Linked DNA regions of Capra hircus: region 2 is linked to region 1. The links are chromatin contacts, called in public Hi-C maps. All regions are on one chromosome and are shown on one strand. The core of a region is the stretch at or near the end of the contact, and the rest is flanking DNA. Distances in the headings are between cores, read along the strand shown.

Region 1 (3,163 bases), core at 366-2,865:
TCATTCTCCATTAGAGGAGGGTGAGAGTGGAAACGTATGCACTCTTTAATTGTCAGAACAGAGTGGCCAGGAGATCTGTAACCCCACGAAGACCCCTCTGGATGGGGAGACTTTGACTTGGGGAGGATCTTTTCCTCAGAGCACTTGCTGTCTAGTGAGCTGGAGCCTTCCTGCCATGCAAGGGTTAATGTTCTGTGGTCTTTAAGAGAACACTTCGAAAAAAAAATTCCTAGTAAAGCACTGTGGTTTGGCAAACCAAGAACACTGGTTGTTAGCATTTACATAAAAGATCAGTGTGTTTTCAAAACTCACCAATTAGCTGGCAAATATTATCTTCACTCTCACATGATACCAACAGAGGATGTTCCTTGATATTACCCTAAAAATATATTTAATTAAAATTAATGATTGAAGAAATCTGCCTAGTCTTTCCCCACAAAATATATTCACCATTTTATTCATATCAACAGTTAGTAGTCCATTAATTTTTTTCAGAATCAATATTAATATCTTGCTTATCATGATGCAAGATCTCAATTAATATTAGTGTTTACTACAACTTATCATGTTGATTTCTATTCTGATAACTAAACAACATGCATGATATTCAATTAAAACAAAGTTTTCTATCTCACGGTGCAGATAAAAAGTTTGAAAAACAGCTTTCTTACCTCTGATTGACATTCAATTAATGTCTCCATATCACAGGCATTTAGTGTTTTTGACTACAAGAGAAAAGAAGTCAAATTAGGTAAACATCTTTGACCCTCGCCGTGAGAAAGTCCGAGGCAGCAATGTAAGAGGGGCACATACGGCATGACAGCTGCTTGTCAGCTTCATTGGAGTTCGGGCTGACGGTCCGGTGATGAATTTTGCTCCTGGGTGGCCTTGGCTTTGTCTACGAAAAATCATTCGGGAAAGAGTGAGGAGGAAATACGGAACGCAATGGCCAGTTTCAGCCCCACTCTGCCAAAACACAAAGTCTGAAACTACTAGTTAGAGAAGTGTTCATTTAAAGTCAGTTATGTGTTACCAGATGTCTTACGCTATTAAACACAGCATCTGAACACACTACTTTCTAAAAGCTTTAAACCTGACATCTTCATCACGCCAAACTTTGCTTCTCATTTATTAAGTTCCCATCAGGAGATAATCTGAGTAACAGCTAGCATGACAACTAACATTTTGGGAGGAGAGTTCACTATGTGCCAGGGCACTGTGTTAAGGGCTCTGCACAGATTGTCTCATGTAACCTGAAAAGGGAAAACAATGGATCCCCAGGACGCTGCTTATGGCAGACATAAAACAAAGATAACGTACAGAATTCCTAGAGCCCCCGAAGTGCTGGCTTCCCATGAAAGCAAAGCTGTCTGAGTTTACTCTTCATAACACTACGTGTCGCATATTGTACGGTGAAACCCATTTTTGTTGGATACGATCTCAAAGCCCAGTGACCCCGCCAGGCAGCTGTGTGTCAGGCCGATTTATGGTACTTACCCTCGGAGGGCCTCCAGCCAGACTTCTTTTACCTCCCGTGAACTGTGGAAAATTGGAAAAATAACATGACACTCTGCTCCTACTAATCCAGTGTGAGCGAGGAGACTGAATGGCTCTAACTTCACGTGTTCTGCGTTATAAGGGAGAAGGGGCGGGCAGGTGGAAATGTTACTGAGACCGGAAAGAGCATCATGGGCTGTGGCCTGGGCCAGACACTGCAGAGCTCTCACTTCCTCATTTCTTTTAGGGCAGCTCTGGTTCTTTTTTTTTCTTCTTCAACTTCAAAGTCCAACATCTGTAAACCACTGAGAGTGGAAAAGATGACATACGGCCATAGGTGAAGGCTCTGATTCATCTCACAGGTGGGATGTGTGAATAAGAAATTGTGTTATTCTGTACGTAAACATCGTCATATTCTCTAAAGTGATCATTTCAGGTGCCCTTTATTTTGGTATCCTGTTTGGGTGCAGTCTCCCCACCCATCCACGGTCTTCTCTGTTCATCAGTACATTGATAAGCACCCTCTAGCTGTGGGATGTGGTCCCTCCAAGAAAGTCAAGACATGCTGCCTCTTTTGAAACGCAGTCATCATCCAAAGCCAGGTCAGTTTCCTTTGGGATTATGACGAGTCCACCAGAGCAGGCTGTCTACATGTTAACCTCTTCCTTAACTCAGTACTTAAGTCATAGTCAGATCAGCTCTAATTCTGACGTGGGAGGAAAATGATCTCCTTTGATTGGACATTGAAAGTAGAAAGGAGATGGTGAATTTCATTTGTGGATCCGACCTTCTGGATGAAAGAGAATCTCTGGTCTTTCCTACGGCTTAGGCTATATATGAAGTGACTCAAATACCCTGGCAACAGAATGGATACATACAGTGTGACGCATTTTCACACAGTGGAGCCCTACAGAGTCCTGAGAATGAATAGTCGACAACTACGCTCAATGACATGACTGGGTTTCAGAAAATAATGTTGAGTGAAAGAGGCCAGACGCAAAAGAGTGTGCCTTGCACGCAGAGCCCCAGAATAGCAAAAGTAATCTGTGTTATTAGAAGCCAGCATGGCATTTCTGTAGGGCTGGGTAGTGACTCTGAGCGGGTCAGAGAGGGTCCATCTCTTGACTCCAAGGAGGGTCCCACCTCTTGATCTGGTTGTTGTGGTTGTTCAGTTGCTAAGTCATGTCTGACTCTTTGCAACTCTATGGACTGTAGCCCGCCAGGCTCCTCTGACCTGGAAATTCTGGCAAGAAGAGTGGAATGGGTTGCCATGCCCTCCTCTAAGAGATCTTCCTGATTGAGGGATTGAACCCGTGTCTCTTACGTCTCCTGCATTGTCAGGAAGGTTCTTTACCACTAGCACCACCTGCTGCTGCTGCTAAATCGATTCAGTCGTGTCCGACTCTTAGGGATCCCATGGACTGTAGCCCCCCAGGCTCCTCTGTTCATGGAATTTCCCAGGCAAGAATACTGGAGTGGGTTGCCATTTCCTTCTCCAGGTTCTTCCCAACTTAAGGATCAAACCTGCGTCTCTTATGTCTCCTGCATTGGCAGGGGGGTCCTTTACCACTAGTACCCCCTGGGGCGCACCCGGGAAGCCCCGATCTCCAGGAGTTTGCTCAAATTCTATTAAGTCAGTGATGCTATCTAACCATCTCATCCTCTG
Region 2 (3,163 bases), core at 486-2,985, 58 kb after region 1:
ACTATTCAGGGAGGGAACCAGGGTAGAGAAGTGTTAGTCACTTAGTCTGTCTGTGTCGGACTCTTTGGCACCTATAGATTATAGCCCGGCAGGCTTCTCTGTCCATGGAATTCTCCAGGCAAGAATACTGGAGTGGGTAGCCATTCCCTTCTTCAGGGGATCTTTCCCAGCCAGGGACATCGAACTGATGTCTCTTGCATTGTAGGTGGATTCTCTACCATCTGAGCCACTGGCGAAGCCCCTATATAGAGAGCCCCTGGAAGCTCAAGGGTAGAGAAATTGGGACTCAAACCACAGGACCCGGGAACTAGAACTCCCGTCTGTGTTTATTAACTGACACATACCACTTTATATATGGAGAAGGAAATGGCAACCCACTCCAGTACTCTTGCCTGGAAAATCCCATGAAAGGAGGAGCCTAGTAAGCTACAGTCCATGGGGCTGCAAAGAGTTGGACACGATTGAGCGACTTCACTTTCTTTCACTTTCACCCCTTTATATAAAACAAATAACAAGGATTTACTGTATAACATAGGGTACTATATTCAGTATCTTGTAATAACCTATAATGGAAAAGAATCTGAAACTGTATATCTGAAACTAGCACAACACTGTAAATCAACTATGGTTAAATAAATTTTAAAAAACCCACATCGTTTAAAAATAGATAAATAAACATCTTTTGGTTGCTTCTGAGTTTGTTTGGAAATGCCTCATTATTTTCACATGTTGGAGGGACAAAAGCTCACTAGTACAGAGGACAACTTTGGCTACACCCAGCAGAGCTTGCCTCACTGCCTGACCCAGAGGCTGCACCCTCAAATGCCTGAGGGGCCAGGTGGGAAAAGTGAATGGTCGTGGTGTGTAATAGGGAGTAGTGGGGTCTGTGGAAAAATGGCAAAAGTCTTGCTGTGTCCAAAGGGGTGGTCCACCAGCACCATACAGGAATGTGGGCCCAGTGTCCCTGCCAGCTATTTAAAAAGCCAGAAAGCCAACATCTTATTAAATGTCAAGTGATTCTAAGCATTTATTTAAACACAGGAGGGCAATGCTCTGACTGCTGGCCTCATTTCAGCCTTAGTCACCTGCAGCTTTAGAGCACATAAAAGCATGAATACATAGCCTCTGATGATTTGAGAAAAATATTTGAATATTTAAAATCTGATGTTACAAGCTATATTGAGAGTAACAGATCTAAACCTGTCAGATAATTATTCATTTCAGCTTTAAAAACTATGGACACATAGATAAGCCATGACCAGCAAGAGGAAGTAGGTAAGGTTTCTTTTTTTAGAATGCTGCCCCCGCCAAGCGCTTTTCCACATTTTGATCTTGGTCTAAACACTGTTTTTTTCTTTCCCCTCACATTTCACTGCTCTTCCCCTTAACCATCCCTGCCCTCTTCTCTGCATTTCTTTGACATCCCAGAGGACTGTACAGCCACAGAGGCGTTAGTTTTCCTATATACAGAGACCTACTCTGAGTGACATCATGAAAAAAAAAAGCACCTTGTGTTAACCATATTTCACAACAAAGGCGCCTCAGCACTCTCCCCTGAGGGGAAATTTTTTAAACGTGCTGAAATAGGAAACCAGTGATGTAGCAAATACATGGTGGATGGAAATAACGAGGCCCTTTGCCTCTCCACGTAATGATGAATTTCCAGCCAAGTGGGGCCGGATGGCGGCTTCTCACAGTGAAAGTGCTGGCTGCCTGCGTTTTTGAGACCTGAGCCGCTGCCCTAGACCCTGACCTGGGGACTTATATAGTATATTGAGGGCCCCCGCTGGACTCAGAGTCAGCTCCCGGCCTGAGCAAGCTTGTGAGCATGCTTCAAGTCAGTCCAGTTGTATCTGACTCTTTGTGACCCCATGGACTGCAGCATGCCAGGCCTCCCTGTCCATCACCAACTCCCAGAGCTTGCCCAAACTCATGTCCATCGAGTCAGTGATGCCATCCAACCATCTCATCCTCTGTCGTCGCCTTCTCCTCCCGCCTTTAATCCTTCCCAGCATCAGGGTCTTTTCCAACGAGTCAGTTCTTTGCATCAGGTGGCCAAAGTATTGGAGTTTCAGCGTCAGCATCAGTCCTTCCAATGAATATTCAGGACTGATTTCCTTTAGGACTGACTGCTTTGATCTCCTTGCAGTCTAAGGGACACTCAAAAGTCTGCTCCAGCATCACTTTGCTTCAAGTAAGGGAAGAAAGAAGTTTCTCGTGGACGCAGAGTGAGTGTGCTCAAAGGGACACTCACTGGAAGGGCCAGGTACCAGTACCAGTACTCTAGTCCAACTCTCTGACCTGAACTCCATCTCTCTCTAGATCTGACATAAGGAGTGGAGAACGATGAAGCATTTAGGGGTTCTCCGAGTAACTGGTGGTTTTTCAACAGGAACAAAGTGCTTTTAAACCGATTTCAGCAGTAGAAAGCCTGAGCTTGAGGTCATGCGTGGCAGGGGGCTGGGGTTTAGAGGCAGCCGAGATGTGGGCCTTCTACTCCCCAGGGCCCTGGGGTGGCCTGCTTTAGGAGCCGCCCTGAGTAAAGACACAGACACACCTCTCTCTCTCTAGGCACTCTGTTTCAGGGTGTTTTCCCCTGAAGTCTGGGCGTAAGGCTTGTCCTGCATAACTCAATAGTTTCTCCGGGTTTCCTTGTCTCAGACCTGAATTCCCCTGACTCTCTGAACCCCTCCATCCTCCACATAACTCTCTGGGGATTTTTTTTAAGTGTATGAGCTTGATCTAGTCCCAGACTTAAAATCTCACAGAGCTGCCACTGCCTTTGAGAGTCTCAGGGCTTTGTGGTCTGAGCCTCTTTTCCTCCTGTGATGTTATCATTGTGTGAAAGTGTGAAAGTCGCTCAGTCATGTCCGACTCTTTGCAACCCCTTTGGAACTCTCCAGGCCATAATAATGGAGAGGGTAGCCTTTCCCTTCTCCAGGGGATCTTCCCAACCCAGGGATCAAACCAAGGTCTCCCACATTGCAGGCAGATTCTTTACCAGCTGAGCGGCCAGGGAAGCCCTTGTGTTATCATTAAATATCACTGTGTTATCATTAGTTCTCTAATATTTTCTCTAAAATTCATACATGGCTTTCAGAAGATTTAGAATTTAGACTACTCTTTACCTACATGGCCTTGCTTTAATTCTCATCTACCTTGT

Evidence for each region. Hi-C and Micro-C count contacts between places; a contact is called where the count stands out from the background.
Region 2: a Hi-C map of blood shows a contact between it and region 1, with 2.6 times the contacts expected there. The contact joins the enhancer-like site here to the promoter of TAGAP in region 1. A contact is called at or near these places in 2 of 5 Hi-C or Micro-C datasets (both in blood).

The regions. Positions count from the first base shown.
Region 1 is chr9:82,668,917-82,672,079 of ARS1.2, forward strand. It overlaps TAGAP (T-cell activation Rho GTPase-activating protein), which reads right to left and starts at 1,616. Exons shown (of 10, transcript XM_018053423.1): 1 at 1,498-1,616; 2 at 814-898; 3 at 672-725; 4 at 313-379. The coding sequence starts at 840.
Region 2 is chr9:82,727,011-82,730,173 of ARS1.2, forward strand. The region is part of intron 2 of LOC108636785 (rho GTPase-activating protein 20-like); the gene reads right to left. Among named protein-coding and RNA genes, the nearest start is that of FNDC1, 47 kb to the right of the region's middle. Within about 2 kb of position 1,736, at least 2 of the 5 cell types and tissues checked have an H3K27ac peak or open chromatin away from gene starts, as enhancers often do.